Regions from separate parts of the Zea mays genome. Here region 2 is linked to region 1. A link is a contact called in public Hi-C data. All regions are on one chromosome and are shown on one strand. The core of a region is the stretch at or near the end of the contact, and the rest is flanking DNA. Distances in the headings are between cores, read along the strand shown. Region 1 holds the start of LOC100281179 (anthocyanin 5-aromatic acyltransferase). Region 2 holds the start of LOC100279125 (P-loop NTPase domain-containing protein LPA1 homolog 1).

Region 1 (4,486 bases), core at 1,518-4,017:
TCTCGAGGGATCCACCGCGCCGGAGTGGCAAAGGATCATCTCGTAGTGAGCACTTGGTTCTTGCGAGGACCAAGGGGGAGCGATACCCTTGCGCGGGTGCTCCAACGAGGACTAGTGGAGAGTGCCGACTCTTCGATACCTCGGGAAAAATTGGAGGAGTCTTCTAAACCTTGCTTTACATTCCGCACATAATTCAAGCACTTTACATTGTGTATTTGTTTAGCAAGTATTTGAAGTATTGTCTTAGCATTGTTGAATTTCTAGTATTATATTCTTAGTGCTAGTTGTTGGGGTGAAGTTGGGCTCTTGCTTAGCTCTTGCTTAGGTTTCAATTAGTATTGATTTTTAGAAAAGTCCAATTCACTCCCCTCTTGGGCATCATGATCCTTTCACAGTCAACAGTTTTTTCTTCTAAAACTCATCTTTTTAGTGTAAATTTGAAATGGCCTCTGGGCTTGTTACTATCGAATTTCGGATGGAAGATCTATGCAGATTTATATAGAACAACGGCTAGAGGCGGACCTACTTATAAACACCTCCACTCAAATTTATGGTTTTAGTGGACTTTCCATCTTATTTATTGTAGCTATAAAAAGTCGTTAATTAGTAGGTCTCTATTTAGGTCCACATTCGGATTTCGGGCCAGGTCCGCCCCTGACAACGGCTTCAAACGATTCATGGCACTAAACCAAACAGCTAGTATATGCTAACTCTAGGGTTCAGCTACTAAAAGGTGGATTTGGTGCGGTGGAGCTAGATTTCTTAGAGTGGAGTAGTTTCAAACACCTAGAGGTGCGTAAAAAATTCGTTCATATGAAAATACTTTGTGGCGTACATCATCTGAAATATCTGATAGTGGGTCTAAACAATCTGAAGACGTAGAAATAGCAAAGATCGCGAAGAATTGTAATGCCAAATTTCAAAATAGATAATTATAATAACAAATCTCATAACTTCAAAAACTATAATAGCACGAATCAATGAACCCTTCTTTTTTATCAATCACACAATTGATATTCTCGCATACGAGATTACTCCACGCAAATATGAAAATATACCCATCCCTCCCTCAAATATACACTTCGGATCATCTCTCTTATCCCTATATTTTCTTATTATACTACTCCTTAAACACCACTTCATGTAGTGTAATTTCGCGAGCTCCATTACATGTAATCGCGAGCTGATGACCAGCTTCTCGAAAATGGAGGTGCCATCGTCGATGCCGCTCAGTTCAGTTCAGTCACACTGTCACAGAGCACCTCCAGTGCATCGGCGAAGCAGGAGCCGAAGCGCGCCATCTCGGCCTCCTGCAGCACGACGCCGACCTCCACCCCGGCGTCGCGGGCCTCCGCCAGGGACACCGTGCCGGGCGTCTTGTCGATGGACACCAGCTCCACCTTGGCCGGCCGGCCCAACCCGAAGTCAGTCTCGTACACACCGTACCGCGGGGACCCGCCCACCGACATCGGGCGCTCCGGGACCAGCGACAGGATCTTGTGGAACCACCCGCCTGCCCCATCCAGCACGCCGCCGTCGAGCGCCGCGACGGCCGCGCCGATCGCCGCGGCCGCAGCCGCCACGCCGTCGCCGCCCAGCAGCTCGCCCGTGCCCACCTCCACGAAGCACGGCCGGAGGCAGTTGCCCAGGTACTCCTGCGGGATCGGCGGCGCCAGGCGGCGCCGGCACTCCACCGAGAACAGCAGGTGCGCGCGGGGCCGCTCCCCGCCGCCCACGCGTGCCAGGCAGGCCCACGCCAGCGCGCACGCCACCGTGAACGCCGAGCAGTGGACGCGGCCCGTGCCGCCGCCGTCCGCCGCGACCTTGGCGGCCACGCGCCGCTTCAGCGCGTCGATGCGGTCGCGGGTGAGCGCGAACGACGCGATGACAAGCTTCGGCTGTGGGCCTGCCGCCGGCGGCGGAGGCGGAGGCGGGCCGTTGCCTGCCAGCTGGCGCATTTCGTCGAGCGTCCTGCCGGCGAGGCCCTCGGGGTCGGCGACCACGCCACGGTCCAGGAAAGGCGGCGGCGGCACCGCGTCCGCGCCGCCGCTAGCCACGCGGCACTGGGCGGCCCAGGTCCTGATGAAGTGCGTGTAGCTGGAGTCGTCGCAGGCCACGTGGTGGATGGACACGCCGACGGCGACCCCGCGGGCGGGGAACACGGTGACCTGCGCCGCCGCGAGGGCGAAGGAGCCGTCGGCCCCGGGCGACGGGAGCCGCGGCACCAGCGCGTAGAGCCGGGCGACGTCCCTCGGCCCGCCGGCGGAGAGCTCGTCGAAGTCGTCGGAGCTCTCGGCGACGATGAGCTCGACGGCCTCGCCGCCGTCGGAGCAGAAGAATTCGTACCCGCCGCCGCCGTCCGGGCACGGGCGGACGCGGCCGAGCAGCGGGTAGAACGCGCGCAGCGTGGCGGAGAGGGAGGAGACGAGGGACGGCAGGAGGTGGGCGGCGAAGTGGTCCGCCGTGTGCGCGTAGGGGTAGAAGAAGACGCGCTCCACGGGGCCCGTGAAGAGCCACGGCACGTCGAAGAAGGTGAGCGGGAGCGCGCCGCCGGGCGCTGGAGGTGAAGCCCCCACCTTGAGCCTGTCAAGGATCTTGGTAGCGGCCATGGGGATTGGGGAGGTCGATGCGGCCCCTCTCCCGCGCCTGCAGCTGGAGCTGGAGCCGCACGGCAGCAGGGAGAGAGAGAAGGGGAGATGGCGAGCAGGTGGGAGTGAGTGGTGATTCAGATCCACCAAACACAAGCAAGCAGACCTGCTGGTGGAGTGGTGGTGGTGGGATGGAAATGTCACCAAACAAAACGTGTCCCTCGTCTCGTCTACCACTGTTTCTCTTAGGTACAGGGAGAACGACGTTGTCAGTGACAGACTGACAATTCAGGTAGGCCGTAGGCAAACTCCTGCTCACAGAGAATAAACTGACAGGCACGGGGAAAAAGCTTCAGTGCTTGATTTACAGCAGTGAAAAAGCAGAGAGCAAGCTGATGAGGGAAACCTGCCGAGTGAATGAAAATGAATATCTAATGCAGCCACACTACAACAACATCAGTCCTTAGAGATGTATTACCAAATAAATCCGGTATTTGCGCACTCAGGTACTACCGATCGAGGCAGGCAGCGTTGATCTGAACAGATGGCACCCACTTGATTTTGAAGCTGCATGTCCTTTCAGCCACCCACTTGACCGCAGGTATGTGCGTCTAGTGCGCGTCCATGCTCCAAACAGAAGAGAAGAGCAGGGATGCTGTGGGAACTGGCAAGTGTCAGCTCTCTGATTGAAAGAAAAGAAAAAAAGAAAAGGTTTGTCAATATGTGTCGGCGCCATGTGCTTAGCATCACAGAAGATGGCTTTATACAGAAGAGAGGGATGCAGAGCTAATCACGCAGTTTAACTGAAGCTTAGACCTTGGGAATACATCACCAGCATTTAGATCCCGCCAGAATGTGTTGGTAGACAGCATGGAAGGAAGTTGCTGTGATGAGAAGGCAGCATGAACAACCAGATCGACAGGCGCCCACCAACCCCAACTCTGAATGGAAAGGCATCCAAAGTCTGCCAGGAAACTGTGAGCTTTCAATTTCATAGACAGCCAAGGACTCACTGGTCGCAAGCAAAGGCACCTAGTTGATTGGGAATAAACACTTGGAATTGCTACTGAGCAGTGAACAACTTCGTCTCTAATTTGGTTTGGTCCATCTATGTGGATGTGGCTGGCAGGTGTTAGGGGCTAGGGCACAAAACCGCTGGTCCTCGAACTGATCGAGGCCCAGGCCCATACTGTTGGGCCTCCTACATATGCAAACCACCACACGCGTTCATCACCATCAATCAAGTAAGCATCTCGTCCTCAAAGGAAACTACAGTTCCACTATTTCTTTTTAATAAAGATACCAATCAACAGAATAGCAAAAGGCACAAAACTATCAGCAGCTCTGACTTACCTTTTCATGTATATATTTTTTAAATTATTGGAAGATAATACTACTAGAGAGGAACATTTATTATTATTATTATTTTAAAAAAAGCTCTTCAACTGAAATGATGGGGGAGGCGCCACATGCACAACTCTCGAGGCGCCTGTTCATCACTAGAGATGTCCAAACGGGCCGCCCGGCCCGGTCCGGCCCGGGCCCGGTGAAGCCCGGCCCGTGTTGGGCCCGGCCCGTCAAGCACGATTAAAAAACCGGGCCGGGCCGGCTAAGCACGCGGGCTCAATTTCTTGTCCGATCCCGGCCCGCAACGGGGCTAAACGGGCCGGGTCGGCCCGTTTAGCACGAAAAAAGCGGGCCGAAAAGCGGGCTTTGCGGGCCGAAAAGCACGTTTTAGTGTAAAAAAAGCGGGCTTAGAGCTAAACGGGCCGTGCCGGGCTAGCCCATCGTGCCTAATATCTTGTCCGAGCCCAGCCCGCTTATTCGTGCCGGGCCGGCCCGGGCCCGCATATAACCGGGCCGTGCCGGGCTCGGACCGGGCCAAAAAAACGGGCTTC
Region 2 (4,776 bases), core at 1,786-4,285, 160 kb before region 1:
GCGGCCACGCTCTGGTCGACGTTGGTGTTGTTGATCTTCGGCACGAGGTGCTTGTCAGCGCGGTTGCACAGGTATTCCTGGATGGCTCTGATGTTTCGGATGTACTTGATGTACCTGTTCTTCGCTGGGTCTAGTGTCATGTACTTCGCACGCACAGCAAACCGTTCCATGTGTTTCTCCTCGTTTGTGATGTATACCATGAATGGTATTATGGAAGGATGCTTCTTCATTAATCCCATCTGTCGGTCAACAGTAGAAGTAGCGTATAGTCAGTGCCATCTGCAAAAAAAAAAAAAAAAAAGCATAGGCTAAACGAACAATCTCATTTTCGTTTCTTGACTGATACGTACCACGAAGTTAAGGCTTAGATGCACTCCTTCGACGATCACGGATTCTTTCTGCTCTTCCCAGGAGGTAATTAATCTGTCCAGGCTGTCGATCACCATCTCGCTCTGCGCCTTGTAGCCTTCTACCGCCATCTGCTTGCTGCCAATCAGTTCGGCTCTAGGAGGTAGTTCCGAGGACCCTTGCTGTGATTTGTCGTCTGAAGAAGTGCCTCCACAGGTATTTGGATGAGAAACAACCGTGGGTTTATTCGCCTTGTGCTTTGCCTTCGCCTGAGCAACTGCAATAGGATCTAGATATTCGCCTGCATGGTAGGTCGAGGCATAGAGAAGAGGATTCTGTTTTTGATCTGCGAAGCCTCTCATCATATGGCGTATGGAATCAGTAGAAACCACTGTCGTGATACCCAGCCTACTACCCTGGTGAACAAAAAAATAATAAACCAAGGATTCAGCAATTGTTCACTTCGCCCATTTATTTGATGAAAAATACAACAACAAAGCATTTTAGTTCCAAGCAAGATGGGACAGGCAGGCTAGATTTGAAACCCAACACGAGCGACTCATAGCAGATTTACTGGATTGCTGATATGGCACAGAAACTGCTAATCCAGAAATGGACAACTATTCTAGATTATATTAAACATACCAGCAAAGATGATAAAGTGGACTTGCCGCATCCGCTTGTCCCACACAAGAGTATTGTCACCGATTCCTTTCTCTCTTTAATTCTGATCGGAACATATGGGAAGGCAAAAAGGAAATGTTATCAATTCCTTTCAAGCTGTTTTGGGAGTGGCTGTGATAAATTGTTGATGGTTAAATACATCAATTCTGTTACAACAGATAACTTTCACTTAAATAAGGCATGCCAAACATGCATGGAAATTGATGTGATGGACATGTGCATTAAATGGACAGATATATGTTATCGTTTAAATTCGTGCGGATTAAGAAATACAGTGATAAGCAAGTTTATTTTACCTGCAAGCGAGGAGCAGGTCTGCTTTCTGGTTGGGTCCAACATACTTGTACAAAGAGAGGGCATCGCATACAACACTTACAAACTCCTCTCTTGAGATAACAACGGTAGTCTGGTTCTTGTATAATTCAAACGGTATGCTGCTATCGCTTCTCTCCAGCATTTTTTGAGTATCTGTTCCATCTCCAAGGCCAAGAGCAGGATAATTTTCTTGTTTGCCTGCCCCGTCTGACTTTGATTGAGCCAAGAATTCACTCTTCATTACATCGAATACTCTCTTGCTAATCTGTTGTGGCAACAAGGATCGGGAAAAAAAAGATTATTACCAACGCAAGTCTAGAAAGGAACATGCTCTGCAGACCAGTAGGTATGACAAGTCTTGTAATTGGTCTCACACTCAGCCCAATTGGACCGTCAGGAACAGAAGATGTCAACCATGACCAAATCAGAGTAAAAATAGGGGGGGGCACCATCGAGTGGGAACCTGATACTCGTTCAAGTCAATTGCCAGATACTGTCTAGAATCGTGTACCCATCAAAGAAAAACGCGTCTACAACTCTACATCACGTAACATGGCGTTGTCTTTGTCAACCGAACATAATAATCCCGAGAAAGCAATAGTAATTCACACCAGCCGAAGTAAGTAACAGGCAACAGTGGTATGATGATAGCGACCCCACAAACAAGCAAGTGGTATCACTTACTTGGTGGTAAACAAGAACAAGAACTGAAGGTGGAATCTTTTTCGGGTTTCCAAAGAACGCGGAATTCGGAAGCCTTGGGATGGGAGTTCAGCTCAAGCCTGAAAGAGGCCCCTCATCAAAGACGAAAAGGATAGGGCGTTTGGAGGTGGGGATTTTGGGTCGAGCCGGGAACAAATCTGCGCATCGGCGGCAGGAAGCTCACCTTTTTCTTGTCAAAATCGGCGATCACAAACCACACACATGCCAGCCAACACAGCAGACATGCAGCCGGAGGAGGTGATTCACGCCCAAGCCCCCGCAGAAATTGAGCGGAAAGCTAAGCTTTCGATGCAGGGATCTACCGCACCGCGCTAGAGGACCAGACAGCCCGCCTCCCTCGATCATAATATAGCAACCCGAGCTTCTTTTTATTTATTTATTTATAACAAAGCTATAGGAGCAAAGCAGGATGACACGCAAGAGCGAGCGGGGAGAGGGAGGAAGAGAGGGACCTTGAAGGCATGGCGAGGCTTGCATCCCATGAGATGCAGGGTGCTCTGCAGCACGGGGCGCGTGTACCGGAACGCCCGGCGGCCCCCGCCGTCGGCGACGGCAATGTAGAGCAGCTTGGGCGGCGGAGGCGGAGGCGATGCCTCTTCCGCCATGTCCCCTACCTCCAGCGGAGAGGCCGAGAGGCCGGATCAGGAACCGAACGGTGGGGGGTTTGGCCTTGGCGAGCGGGGAGCCTAGAGGGCGGGAGGCGCGGAGGGGGGTTTTGAGGCGCAATGCGGCGGCGGCGGCAGGGCCATGGCGGTGCAGGCCGGGTGCCGGGGGGCTGCAGGTGTCACGACGTCCGCGCCGCGTCCGCGCATGGCGTCCACATGGGCGTCCGCGCGCCCCGCGGTCTTGTTCGCTTCTCCCCCATGCTGCTGCCTTGCCTTGCCTTGCTTGCTCCCGTTGCCCCCGCCTCGGTGTCGCCCCCTCCCCCCCCCCTTTCTCTAGCTAGCCTAGCCTTCTCGTCTCAGGAAGGACGGGAACGGGAATTGCTTTTCTTTTTTCTCAGGTTCTTCGAATTTCTGCCACACCTATATATATACAGCTGGTTAGGCGGATGTACTTGCAAGGCACGTGATTTTTGGTACGTCGTCTTTTCGTTGCTGAAAAAAACGCAACGACTATGAGAGACCTGGTCTCATAAAATCGATGAATCGTATTCGGTTGTTATATGTTTGTACTTCGCCTTTGGAATTCAGGAATTCGTACAAGGTTTGAACGTAGAAAAGAGAACAAATTTCTTCGATTAGCTAGTATAATATCAGTGGTTACAAAATCTTTAGTAGCATCTTCTTATTAGAAGTTAGGTTAGTGGTTACAAAAAAAATCTTAGTAGCACTTTTACTAGATGTTAGGTTTAATTTTTCTTAAAAGCAAAGTTTTGAAAATTATAACAGAGGAACTACTCTGCAAAGTAGATGTTTAACCTTATGCATACGTACAAACAGGCAAAGAGACAAGGTTAGATAGTTTCGCAGGTTTTGGTTTGGCTAAACTCCCAAGGAACACTGCATAGAATTGTATGTTGGCAATCTGAGGTCAACACGCGTGGACAGATGGAGCATAGGCTTAGGACGTGGCGACTGCAGTGCAGCTGACCACCACCCTAGTTTAATACAACGATAGGGACAAGAGACAAGGCCTCTTTAAATAATACTAACCAACACGGCTAAGTAAAAGAGAGAGATAATCGACACGGCTTGAAGCTTTTTTTAGAGAATAGTATTAGTCTTGCTGACAAGTTTCAAAGGTTCAAGAGACAAGACCTCTGTTTTCATATTCATATACTCCAGCTTCGTATCCATATTCGATCATATCCTTATTGTACCACTAAACCTTGTACTATTGACGCTTCTCTCTATTTTCATTGAATCTCCTGCCACCGATGCTCCTTCTCTTCAACGTTGGGCTGATCATTCGTATTCTCCTCCATACCCGTACGGTTATCCATATGGTGCATAGTTTAGGAAAAGTAGATGTTTAACCTTATGCATACATACAAGGAAGGCATAGCTAGTTTCGCGGCTGTCTCATTTCTACTTTAAGTAAATATAACAAGGTTTTTTTTTGTTTGCTTTGGCTAAACTCCCAAGGCACTGCATAGAATTTTATGTTGGCAATCAACTGTCATGTGAGGCTTAGTGGTACAGATGGAGGCTTAGGAGGCGGCAGCACAACGTGGCGATCACCCTTGTTTGTTTCCCAGCCTAGTTTAATACAACAATAGGGACAGATGATTCATGAATGTTTTGTTTCATCATGGTTGTAACTGTTTCCATTTGCTTTCTGCGGTGCGTGGCATCGAGTAATGGACGATGGAGGTGGAGCCGGGCGGCTACAAGTGGTGGATGCTTGGCGGGGTCCCCAGTCCCCACCCCACCCCTCCCGTCCTGCCCAGCCCAGCCCACCCGGCGCCGGCAGTAACCGACGGCGTCAGTGGCGCGCCAAAACACAACGGTCGCCGCCCCGGCACCGGTTCCTTGCATTATATTGAGAGGACAGCACATATTTTCACCCTTTTGTTCATTCTTACTTTTCGAAGAATCTCAACTTTAATATAAAAAATCAAATAAACACTCGAAGAAGGGAGTGAGAATCTGAATCAATGGAACAGAACGGAAGCAGGCTTTCCCGAAGACCACTCCTATAATTTCTAACTCTACTGAAAGGATTCTCAACAAGACGAAAGAGCCAGCAGAAGTTGCACTGTAA

Evidence for each region. A called contact is a pair of places that touch in the nucleus more often than the background predicts.
Region 2: a contact with region 1 is called in a Hi-C map of leaf, with 4 times the contacts expected there. The contact joins the promoter of LOC100279125 here to the promoter of LOC100281179 in region 1. A contact is called at or near these places in 6 of 25 Hi-C or Micro-C datasets (bundle sheath, leaf, leaf mesophyll and 1 more).

Annotation. Positions count from the first base shown.
Region 1 is chr4:175,956,477-175,960,962 of Zm-B73-REFERENCE-NAM-5.0, reverse strand. LOC100281179 (anthocyanin 5-aromatic acyltransferase) reads right to left here and starts at 2,767. Exons shown (of 1, transcript NM_001154098.2): 1 at 905-2,767. The coding sequence starts at 2,609. The coding sequence ends at 1,230.
Region 2 is chr4:176,115,905-176,120,680 of Zm-B73-REFERENCE-NAM-5.0, reverse strand. It overlaps LOC100279125 (P-loop NTPase domain-containing protein LPA1 homolog 1), which reads right to left and starts at 3,035. Exons shown (of 7, transcript NM_001152166.1): 1 at 2,523-3,035; 2 at 1,329-1,612; 3 at 994-1,075; 4 at 351-764; 5 at 1-239. The coding sequence starts at 2,675. LOC100279292 reads right to left here. Exons shown (of 4, transcript NM_001152313.2): 4 at 4,684-4,776.